Linked DNA regions of Sus scrofa: region 2 is linked to region 1. A link is a contact called in public Hi-C data. All regions are on one chromosome and are shown on one strand. The core of a region is the stretch at or near the end of the contact, and the rest is flanking DNA. Distances in the headings are between cores, read along the strand shown. Region 1 has its middle 37 kb from the start of PLEKHG3. Region 2 overlaps SPTB (spectrin beta chain, erythrocytic).

Region 1 (7,888 bases), core at 3,013-5,512:
AAAAGTGAACAAAAAAATGTTAAAAAGCATACCCAAGTTTACATCCGGAGTCAGTCATCTGTCTTCATGACCACAGCAGGCTCTTTAAATTCATTAAGCCTCAATTTCCTGTTCTGTAAAATAGAGATAATAATAACACGAACTTAACAAGATTATTGTGAGCCTTATATTGCAATTGCAAAAGAAAAGTTTCCTTTCATTATTACCTCAATTATTATTGCTGCTCTTTAAATAGCACACAATTTTTTAAAATACTCTTTTCCATTATGGTTTATCATAGGACATTGAATATGGTTCCCTGTGCTGTACAGAATCTTGTTCATCCCCTCCATGTATCATAGCTTACATTTGCTAACCCCAGCCCCCAAATCCACCTCTCCCCCAGCCCCGTCCCTCTTGGCAACCACCAGTCTGTTTTTGTTAGTGAGTCTGCTTCTGTTTTGTAGATAGGTTCATTTGTGTCTTTTTTTTTTTTTTTTTTTTTTTTGTCTTTTTGGGGCCACACCCATGGCATATGGATGTTCCCAGGCTAGGGGTTGAATTGGAGCTGCAGCTGCCAGCCTACACCATAGTCACAGCAACTCGGGATCCAAGCCATACCTACAATCTGCATCACAGTTCACAGCAACACTGGATCCTTCATCCACTGAGAGAGGCCAGGGCTCAGATCTGCATCCTCATGGATACTAGTCAAGTTCTTAAACTCTGAGCCACAATGGGAATTCCTGTGTCATGTTTTAGATTCCACATATAAATGATATCATAAGGTATTTGTCTTTCTCTTGCTGGCTTACTTCACCTAGTATAAGAATCTCTAGTTGCATCCATATTGCTGCAAATGGCATTATTTTGTTCTTTTTTATGGCTGAGTAGTATTCCAGTTTATATATGTTCCACATCTTCTTTATCTCTTCATCTGTCCATGAACATTTAGGCTGTTTTCATGTTATGGATATTGGGAATAGTGCTGCTATAAACATAGGGGTGCATGTATCTTTTTTTTTTTTTTTTTTTTTGTCTTTTGTCTTTTTTTCTTGTTGTTGTTGTTGTTATTGTTGCTATTTCTTGGGCCTCTCCCGCGGCATATGGAGGTTCCCAGGCTAGGGGTTGAATCGGAGCTGTAGCCACCAGCCTACGCCAGAGCCACAGCAATGCGGGATCCGAGCCGCGTCTGCAACCTACAGCACAGCTCACGGCAACGCCGGATCGTTAACCCACTGAGCAAGGGCAGGGACCGAACCCGCAACATCATGGTTCCTAGTCGGATTCGTTAACCACTGCGCCACGACAGGAACTCCGCATGTATCTTTTTGAATTATGGTTTTGTCTACATATATGCTCAGGAATGGGATTGCTGGATCACGTGGTACTTTTATTTTTAGTTTTCCAAGGAACTGCCATACTGTTCTCCATAATGAGTGCATCAGCTTACATTCCCACCAACAGTGTAGGAGGGTTCCCCTTTATCCACATCCTTTCCAGCATTTGTTATTTGTAGACTTTTTAATGGTGGCCTTTCTGACCTGCGTGAGGTGGTACCTCACTGTAATTTTGATCTGCATTTCTTCAATAGTTAGTGAGGGTGAACATTTTTTCATGTGTCTGCTGGCTATCTGTATGTATTCTTTGGATAAATGTCTATTTAGGTCTTTTGCCCATTTTTTGATTGGGCTCTTTCTCTTTTTGCTGTTGAGTTATGTGAGCTATTTGTATATTTTGGAAATTAACCTTTTCTTGATTGCATCATTTGCAAATACTTTCTCCCATTCTGTAGGTAGTCTTTTCATTTTGTTTATGGTTTCCTTTGCTGTACAAAGGCTTGTAAGTTTGATTAGGTCCCTTTTGTTTGTTTGTTTGTTTGTTTTTGTCTTTTTAGGGCCACACCCACAACAAGTGGAAGTTCCCAGGTAGGGGACAATTCAGAGCTACAGCTGCCAGCCTACTCCACAGCCACAGTGACATCTGATCTGAGCTGCATCTGCGACCTACACAGCAGCCCATGGCAATACTGGATCCTTAACCTGCTGAGCAGGTCAGGGATCAAACTGTGTCCTCATGGATACTAGTTCATTACTGCTGAGCCACAAAGGGAACTCCTGTTTATTTATTTTTTAATATAAAAAATTTTTTTTCTTTTTAGGGCTGTACCTACAGCATATGGAAGTTCCCAGGCTAGGAGTCAAATTAGAGCTGTAGCTACTGGCCTATGCCACAGCCACAGCAATACTGGATCCAAGTTGCTTCCTCAACCTACACTGAGGCTCGTGGCAATGCCGGATCCTTAATCCATTGAGCAAGGCCAGGGATCAAACCCGAATCCTTGTGGATATCAGTCAGGTTCTTAACCCATTGAGCCACAACAGGAACTCCCCTATTTTTTAATTTTTGTTTTTATTTCTATTGCCTTGGAGACTGACCTAAGAAAACATTGGTACGATTTATGTCAGAGAATGTTTTGCCTATGATCTCTTGAAACAGCATATGATTTTAAGTCCGAGGGGAAGGTGAATCCCATTTTCTTCAATAGTTGGCTAAATCTCTCTAAAGGCATTCAGCCCGTTCTTTTCCAGGCTCTGTCCTAGGATGACATTTCACATCCTGGAGACCAATAACATGGACAACACAGAGGCCACAATGGACAAAAGGAAACGTGTTGGCTTCCTCAGTAGAATCAATGCCACTTTGGAGCTCGTGTTGTGGCTCAACAGTAATGAACGGGACAAGTATCTGTGAGGATGCGGTTCAATCCCTGGCCTCGCTCAGTGGGTTAAGGATCCGGCGTTACTGTAAGCTGTGGTGTAGGTCACAGACACAGCTTGGATCTTGTGTTGCTGTGGCTGTGGTATAGGCCAGCAGCTGTAACTCTGATTCAGCCCTTAGCCTGGGAACTTCCATATGCTACAGGTGTGGCCCTAAAGAACAACAACAACCAAAGAAAGAAAGAGAGAGAGAAAGAGAAAGAGAAAGAAAGAAAGAAAGAAAGAAAGAAAGAAAGAAAGAAAGAAAGAAAGAAAGAAAGAAAGAAAGAAAGAAAGAAGAAAGAAAGATTGATTAAAAGAAAAATGAAATGAAACCCACTTCTTTCAAGGTCAGCCTGGTTTCAGGGATACTGTCTGCATGGGAAGAGGTGGCTAGAGCTCTCATCCCCCAGAATTCACCTTCTCCTGGAGATTTCTCCCTAATCTCACAGCAAGGAAAGCTGCAGCCCTTCCCCACCCTCATGAGAATTTTGCCTTCACCACCCACTTTAGTGGAACTGGGTTTGATTTTATTGAGTGTGTCAGTGAGTTTCTTTGCCCTGCGACTTGAGAATTCTTTAGCTTCACTTGAGCTTTCAGGATCCTTGGTGCTTAATTGAGACAATGATAATAATAACAATCATAGCAGCTACTATTTTTGAGCCCTTCTTATGTGCCCAATGCATATGGATTCTCTCATTCCATCTCTGCTACAACCCAGTGGGTTGGTTCCTATGCCATCTCTGCTACAACCCAGTGGGTTGGTTCCTATGATCACCTCATTTTACAGATGGAGAGACTGAGGCACTGAGAGGTTGGGTAACTTCCTCACAGCCTTTTGGGTAGTCAGTAAAGAAGTTTAGGGCTAGAACCTGTAGTCTGAATTCCACATCACTCAACCATGAAGGGAATTGAATAAATACAGACACTGCCTCCCCACCCCTGTTGCCTTTGGAGCATGGATAAAGCCTAAGGTCTTTGATGGTACCAGTTTTATTAAAAAGTTTGACTACAGGTACTCCCTTGTGACTGAGCAGGTTAAGGATCCAACGTTGTTGCTGGTGTGGCTCTGGTCACTTGCTGGAACATGTTTGATCCCTGGCCCCAGGAATTTCTGCATGCCTCTGGGGAGGCCAAAAAAAAAAGGTCAGTGACATTAGGGAAGGGTTGTCATGCAGGGAGAAAGCCAGCATCACACAACCACACTCTCTTCTGGCAGGTACTCTCTTTCCCATATGCTCCCCACCCACCACTGCCCCCAAGAGCAAGTTCCCTTCCTGCTTGAGACCCAAGGAGACATTCAGTTCTCTGGGCATGACCCTTTGCAAAGGCTCGTAGAGGGCGATGAAGGGGTGTGTGGCTTCTTAGAGGTGCAGTCAGCTTGCAAATGTCTGACACAACCAGAAAGAGAAACACTTCTGAGGTCCTCCCTTGTAGGCAAATTGAGCCCTGCCCCTAAGCACAGATGCTCTTCCCTCCTATGTTACCTTTTCACCTCCTATTTCTTCACCACTGTGAAAGCAACACTCAACGGGGCATGTAAAGACACCGTCCCTGCCCTGGAGACTCAGAATCTGTCGCCATCGCTATGAGGTGAGAAGGAAATTGCAGTGCTGAGGTTTCTTGCTTCTTCCTCCCTGAGTGAGAAAGAACCCCAACTGTTGACAAACCCCAAACCAATCAACAAAATGAGGCTGGGTGGTTGCTGGGCAGCAGGGCTACCTCTGTGGCAAATAAGATCACGAGATACCTGGGCACGGAAACCAAGGTGACAGAACAGAGGGGAAAAAGGGGAGGAGAAAGTTTGAGAAGGGAGATGCCTGAAGCTCAAAGGGAGTGAGACCAGTGTGTGCAGTGGATTCCCAGGTACCCAGGCTGCTGAGGTCCGGCCTGCCAGGAGGTGAGGAGGAGAGAAGGGACATGGGGGAGGAGGGATCTGAAAAGAGGGCTTCTGTATCCCAACGGGCAAGAAGGAACACCTTGGAAAGAAAAGCAAACTTTTCAGAGAACCAACAGGATTAGGACATTAAATATCCAGACCCACTGACAGCACCATTCTGTATATATTATGCCTCATAAATATGGCTTAAAAATAAACTAGGGATCAGAGTTCCCATCGTGGCTCAGTGGTTAACGAATCCGACTAGGAACCATGAGGTTGTGGGTTCAATCCCTGGCCTTGCTCAGTGGGTTAAGGATCCAGCGTTGCCCTGAGCTGTGGTGTAGGTTGCGGACGTGGCTCGGATCCCAAGCTGCTGTGGTTCTGGCATAGGCCAGCAGCTACAGCTCCGATTAGACCTCTAGCCTGGGAACCTCCATATGCTGCGGGAGCGGCCCTAGAAAAGGCAAAAAGACAAATAAATAAATAAAAATAAATAAATAAACTAGGGATGGGAGTTCCTGTTGTGGCTAAGTGGGTTAAGAACCTGACTAGTATCTGTGAGGACATGAGTTCAATCCCTGGCCTCACTCTTTGGGTTAAGGATCCGGTGTTGCTGTGAGCTGTGGTGTAGGTCACAGATGTGGCTTGGATCTGGCATTGCTGTGGCTGTGCATTGGCCTGTATCTGCAGCTTCGAATCAACTCCTTGCTGGGGAACTTCCATATGCTACAGGTGTGGCGGTAAAAAGGAAAAAAAAAAAAGCTAGAGGTGTCAAAATTACATACTATAACTCAGGTGCATTAAAAAAGAGAAAAATTTAGGCTCTTTATTTCTTAGAACATATATAAGCTTCTTCACAGATTCATGTTAGGTGGGAGAATTTAAACTTGCCAATTAAAGGAAAAATCAGTCTTTTCCACTTTAAGATTCTTTTATTAAATTAGTTCAGTCTTTTTTGCATAAATATTCGTTCAATCCCTGCCTGCTCTATTACCTGCTCTCCACGGGTAACTGTACCCCTTCATGCACCCACCCGCCCCTACTCTGTGTGTAGCTCTGGGATAATAAAGAGGGTAGCTGGTCTGGGCGCCAGATCCTTGCTGTCCTCTAGTCCTCATTGACCTCTACAGAGATGCTGGCATTCACGGTTGATGTCCTGGCTGGTGGCGCCTGATGGTTCACCCGGTTCTTTGGTCCTGTGTCAGCTCTGCTGGTTCTGTACATACAAACCTGCCTCTGTTCCAGGTCTCTGCATGTTTTCCAGCTCTGTTCCAGCCACACCAAACAACTGGCAGTGGATTGGCTCTGCCGTCCCATCGGTCACCTGTGTGACTTTGCACAGGCTGCTCCCACTGGCTGGAACACCCCTTCCCACCTTCTTATCATGGAATATTCAACTCAAAGATTTCCTTCTCCTTGAAGCTTTTCTGGTCTCCCCCCCTTCCCAAAGCAAGAACTCTGCTTTCAATCAGCATTGTGCCCACTTTCCTCTCTGATGACACTTGCCACACAGCATTATATCTCAGTGCTAGGCTGTGGATGCCTTGGGGCCAGTCATGGGTTAGCATAATCTTTATTTCTCCAACATGGAGCACAGTGTCTGGCCAAAGTGAGCGGAATGAATGAATAACGATGGGCATCAGCCCTGGAGTGGGAACAGACCTAGAAGGTCACTAGGCTCAATGTTTGCATTTTCCAGAGGAGTCTCAGAGAAGTCAGGTCACCAGGTTGACCTCACACTGCTCACTGAGAAGCCCAACTAGATCTGGTCCTTTGAATCCAAGAACAGAGCACTTTCTGACTACTCTGCAGGGGCTCTAGAGAGGAGTGGGGAGTCCGGGCTGTGGGTAGGGGTTGGTGAAAAGACCACAGAAGCAAAAGCTTAACTCTGGCCTGGTATAACTTATTCTCAAGCAGGAAAAGGGGTCAGTTTCACAAAGAGTGTTTGTAAAACCCTTGTTGCTCTCACCTGTGCAATCAGAGAGCCGTACACGATGGCAGCCGAGCAGCTGGCACCTGAGGTTATAATAACAATGCTGTGGAAGAAGTTTAAATAGAAGCCTCATTTGTTTACTGCTGATTTGTTTGAGGCCTAGACAATCTATCTAGTGTGATTATACTACCATCATCACGAGGACTTTATTCCCCTTTATTTCTTCAAAAGCAGAATTTGGGGTTCCCTCTGAGGCACAGCAGGGTTAAGGATCCAGGGTTGTCACTGCAGTGGCTGGGGTCCTCATGCCATAAATTTCCACGTGCCATAGGTACAGCCAAAAAACCGAAAAAAACCCTAGAATTTGAAATTTATTTTTTATTTTCTTAATCTGTTTGGACAGTATAACTGAATCACTCTTGTGCAGCAGAAATGATCACAACCTTGTAAATCAAATATACTTCAATAAAATTATTAAGAATTTTTAAAAATAAGGGAGTTCCCATCATGGCTCAGTGGTTAATGAATCCAACTAGGAACCACGAGGTTGTGGGTTCGATCCCTGGCCTTGCTCAGCGGGTTGGGGATCTGGCGTTGCCGTGAGCTGTGGCTTAGGTCACAGATGGGACTCAGATCCTGCATTGCTGTGACTGTGGTGTAGGCTGGCAGCTGTAGCTCCAGTTGGACCCCTAGCCTGGGAACATCCATATGCCACGAGGGCAGCCTTAAAAAGCAAAAAAATAAAAAAGAAATAAAAATAAAAATAAATTTTATTGAAGTATATTGATTTATAATGTTGTATTAGGTTCAGGCGTACAGCAAAGTGAATCAGTCATCCATATAAATATACCCATTCTTTTTTCCCATATAAGTTATTACAAACTGTTGAGTAGATTGTCCTGTTATACAGTAGGTTCTCTTATTTTTTTTTAATTAATTAATTTATTTATTTTGTCTTTTTGCCTTTTCTAGGGCCGATCCCACGACATATGGAGGTTCCCAGGCTAGGGGTCAAATTGGAGCTGCAGCCGCTGGCCTACGCCAGAGCCACAGCAACGCCAGATCTGAGCCGCATCTGCAACCTACACAGCAGCTCTCGGCAACGCCAGATTCCTAACCCACTGAGCAAGGCCAGGGATCGAACCCAGAACCTCATGGTTCCTAGTCGGATTCGTTAGCCACTGAGCCATGACGGGAACTCCAGTAGGTTCTCTTTAATCACCTATTTTATACAGTAATGTGTATACGTCATTCCCACCCTCCCAATTCGTTCCTCCCCCGCAATGGTTTCACCTATAGTAACCATAAGATTGGTTTTGAAATCTGTTTCTGTTT
Region 2 (7,888 bases), core at 2,150-4,649, 100 kb after region 1:
CCTCTGGGCATGTTCCGGCCAGTTCCCGAGTGTGGGGGCTACGCTGCAGCAGCCCCTCCCCTCCCTCCACCCACAGGCCTTCAGGCCACCCATCATTTGGGGAAAACGTAAGCTCTTCTTTGCCTGTAAGCTCCAGACACTCTGGCTTTCTCCAACTAGTGGCCGAAGGGTGAGAGGTCACACGTGGACTGTTGAAACATCAGGGGGCCTGTTTCTGATTAAAAGCTCCCTCCCTCCTTCACCGCCCTCAGCAGCAGGCTCCAGCCGTGGCCTCCCCTCACTTACCCAGCATCCTCTTTGGGTCTCTCCGGGGTCTGGCGTTCTTTGAGCTCAAGCTAAGGGGATGGAAAGGCCAGAGGGTCAGAGCAGCCCCAGAGGGGAACCTTCCCTCAGACAACCTTCCTTGAAAGAGGCTCCCTGTACCCACCACGCCTCTTGTTTGTTCCTTTTGGAATTATCCCTTTTGGTCTCTTGTGTTCAAAAGTCAGCACTGTCTCCCACTCCAATTTCCACCCCCACTCGCCCGCCTTGCTTGGCCTTCTCCACTGTCTGCAGGTGCCCAGTAACTGCCTAAGAGTTGCTGGCCTGAGAAACGCCCAGGCCTGGCTGCCCCCGGCCCCGAGCCTCCCAGCTCACCGTGGTGGGCTTCTCCAGAGCAGCAAAGCGCGGTTCCCAGCTGGCCGTGGACTTCTCGAAAGCCTCGTGCCTCTTGATGAGCTTTTCCACGCTGTCCACTGTGTGTCCAAAGTCCCGGCTGGACAGGTAGGGCTCCTGGGCGATCAGCCACGCTTCGGCCACAGAGGCATCCCGAGAGAACTGGCACACTTCCAGCACTGGCACAGAGAACAAGGTCCGGGAGCCCATTAGCACCCAGCGGACTGCTCCTGCCAGGACCCTGGGGTCACTCACAGACACGGAGCTGGTGGTGAGTCTGAGCTGCCAGGTGTCCCTGAACTGTGTGGTGACCTGCTGCCTGAGGCCACTCCATCCATCCCCATGGCTGGGCCCCTACAGCATCTCCATCAATAGCGATTTTTTTTTTTTGTCTTTTTTTAGGGCTGCACCCATGGTATATGGAAGTTTCCAGGCTAGGGGTTGAATCAGACCTGCAGCTGCCGGCCTACCCCACAGCCACAGCAACACGGGATCCGAGCCACATCTGTGACCTACCCCACAGCTTGTGGCAAATGCCAGAATCCACCGAGCAAGGCCAGGGATTGCACCTGCAGCCTCATGGATACTAGCCGGCTTCTTAACCTACTGAGCCACAACGGCAACTCCTCAATAGTGATATTTTTAAAACGCATTGATTAGAACAAACTCTACTTTGAAAACAAAATGTGGTTTCCACGTTTCCCTTTCAGGAACAGTTTTCCGCTCTGAACGTTCCCTTTCCAGCCCCTGGGTGTCTCACACAGCCGTGCACAAGCTGCCATGGGACATTCCAGCTGTGGAAGGCAGAGCTCCATCTATGCCCCCCGTGGCTCAGATGAAACATCTGGGGTGCACTAGAGCCTTACCCTGACCCTGCAGGGACAGCAGCCCAGCAGGAGGCAGGGGGTAGGGGGGTGGACAGTGAGCTGGTCCTGGCTGGTCAGAGGTGGGCTTCAAGCTGGGTCTTTCTGTGGACCCCCAAGGCCCTTGGCCCCAGAGCTTTGTGCTGTGGGGGGCTCTCTCCCAGCGGCTGGCAGGGAAAATCCACCACGTGGTGCCATCCCCCCGCCCCCAGGTTCCCTGGTGCCCAGGCTGCACTCACACATGCTGAGCCGATCAGAGCGGGCCTTCCACTTCTCATCGATCTCCTTCTTCTTGGACACCACCTGCTGCAGTTTCTCCCTGATCTGTGAGGAGGAAGGGAAGATGGCTCAGGCTCTGGTAACCCTTCCCCCCATCTGAGGTGGTGCCCGGAAGGGCCCTGAAAAGCCTGCTGGGCTTGGTCACCCAGATCTGACTTCTAGTTTTAGCTCTGCCACTTGCCAGCTGTGTAGCCTAGGGTAAGTCACTTAACCTCTCTGAGCTTAACATGTGCCTCACCCAGGAACTGGCTGTCACCAACACCAAGGCGTGCACACATGTGGGGGTGAGGTGGGTTATAAGCCTGCTCTCCCTACAGAGCAGCCAGCTCCTCAAACAGGGTGGTGGCGCTGTAATCCCTGGACCTGTACACAGCCCCGATGCTCCCTGGGTGAAGGAAAGATGAGCCTCCTCAGAGCCTCAGGTTCCCTCCCAGGAAGCTTTGGGACCCGCCGGCAGTGGAGGCGAGGACAGGAGAAGCCTCGTCCCTGTCCTGCTGTCCCTCCTACCTCGTCTGAAGCCTGGTGCTGCCGCTGCAGCAGGGACTCGCCGAGCTCCAGGCAGGCGCTGAAGTTCTTGCTCCGCGTGTCCATCTCCGCCCAGATGCCCTGGTGATACTTCATGAGCAGTTCCACTGAGGAAACATCCCTGTGGGGGATGGGGGCAGGGTGGGAGTTTGGGGGAAAAAGGAAGGAGGGGGTGACTCTGGGCCATCTGACACCAAGTCCCAACCAGAGGGGTGCCCCTACCTGCCTGGGAGTCTGACCCCGGTCCCTCCTCTCTCTCTGGACAGCCAGGAAGTCCTCTGCCAACCTGGCCTCAGCAGGAACACTGATGCCCTAGTGTCCTCCCTTGTCAGTGGTCAGGACATGGGCAGGGGGTGCAGGGACCCCAAAAGCCGCCTGGGAAAGTTAAACTGGGCAATAAAAAGAAGTACTGATCCATGCTACAACCTTGGAAAGAGTATGCTGAGTGAAAGAAGCCAGTTGCAAAGGACCACATACGCTATGTATGATTCTCCTCATGTGAAAAACTGACGACAGGCAAATTTAGAGACAGATAATGGATTAGTGGTTGCCAGGGGCTAAGAAGAGAGGGGCGTTGGGGGTGATGACTGCGAAGCGTACAAGGTTTCTTTGAGGGATGATGAAAATCTTTTAAACTTAGATGGTGGTGGGGGTTGTACAACTATGACTATGAAGAAACCCACTGAATGGTACACTTTGAAGAGGCTGAAATCGATGGCATGTGAATTACAGCTCAATTAAGATGTTAAATATAAGAGCTTGACCCCCAGGACTGGCACCGTAGGGGCAGGGGCGGGAGACAGAGACGGGCCAGCAATAATTGCTAACATGACACAAAGTGTGTAAAGAGCCACCCGCCATGTGCCCGCTCCTACGCCCTCACCCCGCCTCCTGCTCAAAGAGCTCCTTCCTGAGTTTTAGGGAAGTGGCTTCCATGTGCCCACGATGGGGGAAGAGTGACCACTTCTGGACCTGACCAGCTGTGGATGTGTGAACAGCTTGTTTTCACTGACAGCCATGGCCACTGCCCCTACTGCAGAATCTGAATGACAGGTGTCTTTCTGGCCACACTCAAGACTTCCTTTACTCTGGGATGGTAGGTCCTCCCAGTGGCAGCTGAGCCACTCGGGTCCTGTCTGGACCCAGCCTCGAGTGCCCCTGGGGGTTCCTGAGCACCCATGGTCCAGGACTATCCCTCCAGGGAGGCTCCGTACTGCAGCGCCCTGGTCTGCCAGCCTCTGAGACAAAATGGCCCACAGTGGGGCTGCCTTGAGGACACCCCCTCACCTGGGCCTCTCCTGGGTCTCGATCTGCCGGATGATGGTCTCCATCCAGGAGAGGAGGTCTCGGACCATGCTGAAGAAGCGGAATTTGTCTGCCGTGTCCACCAGCTGTGTGCGGCGCCCGGCACAAGCATCAAGCAACGCCTGCCACGCAGCAGACACCTCCTGCTCCTTGTTCTGGATGCTGTCTGCCTCCTCTCCAGCGTACGCTGCCTGCAAGCGGGTGGCCACATCCTGGAATTGCTGTACCTGTGACGGGGCAAAACCGGACTTTGTTTTTCAGGCAGATACGTCTTGGGCCTTGGATGGGCAAGGTTGTCTGCCCCCTCCCCCACCCCTTGGGCCTCCCTCTCCAGGACACTGCTGGAAGGCAGATCTTTAGGTGCCACCCACTGGGTGCTGGAGAGAAGGCTTCTAGCTTCGGTACCTCTGCCGATCCAAAGCATCACTTGGGTTCTGATAAGGATTTGGGAGTGAGGGGCTCTGTGCCCTTTGATGTATGATGTAGATAAGGAGGCACTATCCTAAACATTTTTTATTATTCTCTTCATCTTTGCAACAACCCCATAAAAGAGATACTATTATTATCTCTGTTTTCAAGATGAGGAAATAGGCACAGACACAGTGACTGGCCCCAGGTCACTCACGCTTGGAGAGGGTGCAGCTGTGATTAGGGGCGTGCGCCTGACTCCTGTTTGTGACCACTCTGCATGCTGCCACCCCCAACCCCGTCTGAGGCTGGCTCAGGGGTAGTGAAGCCTCATTCTTGGGACCTCAGTGAAGGTGTACCTGCCTTAGGGGTCTTGTACCCCAAGGCATCTCTGGAGGACAGAGCCCTAGGTGGTCTCCTTCTTGGTGAACCAGGGGCCCAACCTACACTGCTGCTCTTCCCCTAAACCCCACTGGGCCAGAGCAGGACTACACAGCCCTGCTCCACCGGAAGCCAGGTGAGCCTCCAGCAGCTGACCCCCTCACCCTTTCTATCATGCTGAACTCTGGAACCCTATGGGCCTGTGGAGGTACCTCGATGGATAGAGGGAGTCTAGGCAGATCTTGGGGCCCCTCCAGCTCCCATGTGGAAAGGCTGAACAGCCTGGTGGCTGAGGGCACGGAGTCTGCAGCCAGACTGCCAGGATCTGAATCCTGGCTCCAGTGCTTAGATGCATGTTCTTAGACAAGTCAGTTACTCTTCTGTGCCTTGCTTTCCTCATCTAGAAAAGGCAGATGATATTATTCCTTTCCTGAGAGGGTGTCTACATGAGCAATACTTGGTGCTAGAAAAGTGCTACATGTATATGTGCTAAAGATACAGTATTACTTCGACAATCAGAGAAATTGCACTTTAAGACAATTTTCCATTGGACTTCAGGAAGGGTTGTTTAAAGAACTAGTTCTGGGAGTTCCCGTTGTGGTGCAATGGAAATGAATCCCACTAGGAACCATGAGGTTGTGGGTTCAATCCCTGGCCTCACTCAGTGGGTTAAGGATCCCACTGAGTAGGTTAAGGATTGCCATGAGCTGTGGTGTAGGTCGCAGACATGTCTTGGATCTGGCATTGTGTGGCTATGGTGAAGGCTGGCAGCTGTAGCTCTGATTGAACCCCTGGCCTGGGAACCTCCATATGTCACAAAAAGCAGAAAAATAAAAATGAATGAAAGAAAGGATGGACGGACTAGTTCTGAAGCTGAAGAATATCTAAAAACCTCTGCTCCCTGCCTTTCTGCCTGGAGTTGTTGCCTCTCTAAGGAGGTGCCTGTTCCAGAAGTTTCTCCTCTAGAAGCCAGGAGAGGACCTGACACCACAGGGCCCCAGGGAAGCTGGTCACAGGGAAGATGTGGGGGGACAGCCAGGGATAGGAGGCACCTGCACGCCTAGCTGGTGGAGCTCCCGTTCAAAGGCTGTGTGCACACGATGGAAGGACTCAGCGGTGCTGGCGTCCAGCCCCACGTCCTCTGGCAGCTCGCGGTGCTTCTCATCGATGAGGCCCAGGATCTCATTGCCAGTGTAGAAGTAGCGGTGCCGGTCGTAGGAGGCGGCCAGCAGCTGCATGCGTGTGTCAATGAGCTCCAGCACGTCCGCCCACATCTCATTCAGCCCATCCTTCCGCTCGGCGATGCTGGCTGCCTCTTCATGGCCCGCGTCGATGAGGTGCTCAATGAGGGCATTCATATTGTCCACCCGTTCCTGCCCAATCGCCCCTGTCTCCCGGGCAAAGTCCCGGAACTTGTCCCGGAGTAGCTGGACAGAGGTAGACAGAAACACGATTATCAGTCATCGAGGCTCAGGGCTATAGTGGTGGCATCACACTAGCTGCTGACTCTCCCAGGCCAAACCTGCCAGGACCTGGGCTCTCACACTTTCCCCGGGGTGCCTGAGCTCTCAAGGGGGTACCTGAACTCCCAAGGGGCTACCTGCATCTCTTTGGCACTTTGCCGCTGGCAGGGTGCGTGCGTGCGTGCATGCGTGCGTCCGTGTGTGTGTCTGGAATGACAGTTTCCCTGTCTACTGCATTAGAGGAAGACAAAATAAGTGGTGGCCATGGGTACTCACAGTCACATGGTCAAAGTCTTGCCCCATTTCTGGGGAGGAGGCCACCAGGTCCTTCTCCAAGATCCACTGCTCCAGGTCATCTGCCTCCCTCTCCATCTGGAATTGGCGGTACTTGTTCTCCAGCTTCCGCTTCCGATCCTCTGCCATGTCCTTCAGCCCTGCATAATGCTTGTCCACTTGTCCCTGAAGTCTGATGATCTGTTCCCTGGAATTCAGAATAAGAAGCTTTCATAGACAGCAACAGACAGCCCAGGGCAGCAAGCTTGGAGGAGCCAGCCTCCTCCCTGCCAGCCCCGTGCCAGGGACAGGTAGGGAAGTGCAGCTTCAGAGAAATGGCAGAGATGTGTCACAGGGAAGAGCTGGGAAGAGAAAGAACCATCCCTTGGACCACGATGCTTCAGGGGATGATGGAATGTGTACCCCAGAGCCGGTGCCTCTCACTCCTTCCCCTGACTCGGGGAAGCTCAGAGACAGCAGTGCAAATGGAGGACCCCTCCACTATGCTTCCAAGGATGCTGAGGGCCAGGCTGCCTGAGCTCCACCATATCCCTGAGGGCTATGTAAGACCAGGGTCCAATTCTTGGGGCTCCTTGGGATATGCTGGGGTGGCTGCTGAGGATGCCTAGCTATGGATATTCTAAAGGCAACTGAGAACAAGGTCATGACTGGGGGCAGCCTGAAGCGTCTGGCCCAGTGGGCTCCCGTTTACACAGAACCCACACAACTGAATAGTTTAGGTGATTTCCTTATAGGTTTTCTACCTTCACTTCTACATAATTTTTTGCTGAGACAATGTGCGATCCTTAGATACCTTCTGGACCCCCCAAAGCAAAGCAAAGTTAAGACTATGCTAAGAGACACTAAAGACTAACTTTTCAAAAGACTAGAGCTCTCCAATCACCAAGAGGGTACTTTTGCTATTCCACCTCCTTACATTTTTGCACATCAGGCCTCAGGCTGATTGAAGAGACACAAAAACCACAGCATAAAAGGGAATTGGGCCACTCAGCAGTCCAGAAACTTTCTCAAGGACATAGTTTTGGAGAAAACTGTTCCTGTTTTCTCCCTTGGACCTGAAGGGACCCAGGTTGGCAGGGCCCCTGTCCTGAGGCCCAGGACCTGACCAAGTCACCCCAGGAGGCACACGCACCCCTCAGGGTGGCCTGCAGCCAGGAGGCTCTGGGCCCGGCCGGCCAGCTGCTTGATGTTCCTCTCGTACTCCTCCACCATGCGCTGCTGCCGCAAGTGCCGTTTCAGCATCACGATGGCGCCCTCTTCATCCTAGGAGGCAGTGGACTGTCAGGGCACTAGCTCACCTGGCTCAGGTTACAGCCCAGCTCCTGGAGGAGCCAGGCTCACAGGACACCCACAGGAGAAACCCACAGTCCCTTTCTGCTACTCCCGTGTCCCGGCAACACCCCATCTACCTTCCTCTCAAAGACCCCGGTTCTTTTTTTTTTTTTTTTTTTTAGGATTTTGTCTACTTTATTCACATTTGTGTCTTTTGTACTAGAACACTGGCTGACCCGTTTTTGTTGGATGAGTGAATGATGAGCATACCAGAGCTTTGAAGCTGCTTATATATATATTCCCCTTATGTATTGACAATTTCAGGGCAGTAGATTTCAGCATTTGTCCCTCACTAATTGAATTCTGAATATATGCTAGGCATTAGGATAAGTGAAAACAAATAAGACAGAATCCTTGCCCACACAGAACTTACTAACTCTTAGA

What was found. A called contact is a pair of places that touch in the nucleus more often than the background predicts.
Region 2: a contact with region 1 is called in a Hi-C map of retroperitoneal adipose tissue, with 2.0 times the contacts expected there. The contact joins two enhancer-like sites. A contact is called at or near these places in 21 of 47 Hi-C or Micro-C datasets (alveolar macrophages, blood, embryonic fibroblasts and 13 more) and 1 of 2 datasets of contacts at active chromatin or transcription factors (alveolar macrophages).

Annotation. Positions count from the first base shown.
Region 1 is chr7:88,723,554-88,731,441 of Sscrofa11.1, forward strand. No RefSeq gene overlaps it. Among named protein-coding and RNA genes, the nearest start is that of PLEKHG3, 37 kb to the right of the region's middle. Within about 2 kb of position 4,263, at least 11 of the 83 cell types and tissues checked have an H3K27ac peak or open chromatin away from gene starts, as enhancers often do. A contact at or near this core is called in retroperitoneal adipose tissue, where this site is marked.
Region 2 is chr7:88,829,357-88,837,244 of Sscrofa11.1, forward strand. It overlaps SPTB (spectrin beta chain, erythrocytic), which reads right to left. Exons shown (of 36, transcript XM_013978290.2): 24 at 7,305-7,435; 25 at 6,155-6,359; 26 at 5,468-5,842; 27 at 3,609-3,853; 28 at 2,304-2,442; 29 at 1,757-1,841; 30 at 637-833; 31 at 286-335. Among named protein-coding and RNA genes, the nearest start is that of PLEKHG3, 69 kb to the left of the region's middle. Within about 2 kb of position 3,400, at least 1 of the 83 cell types and tissues checked has an H3K27ac peak or open chromatin away from gene starts, as enhancers often do. A contact at or near this core is called in retroperitoneal adipose tissue, where this site is marked.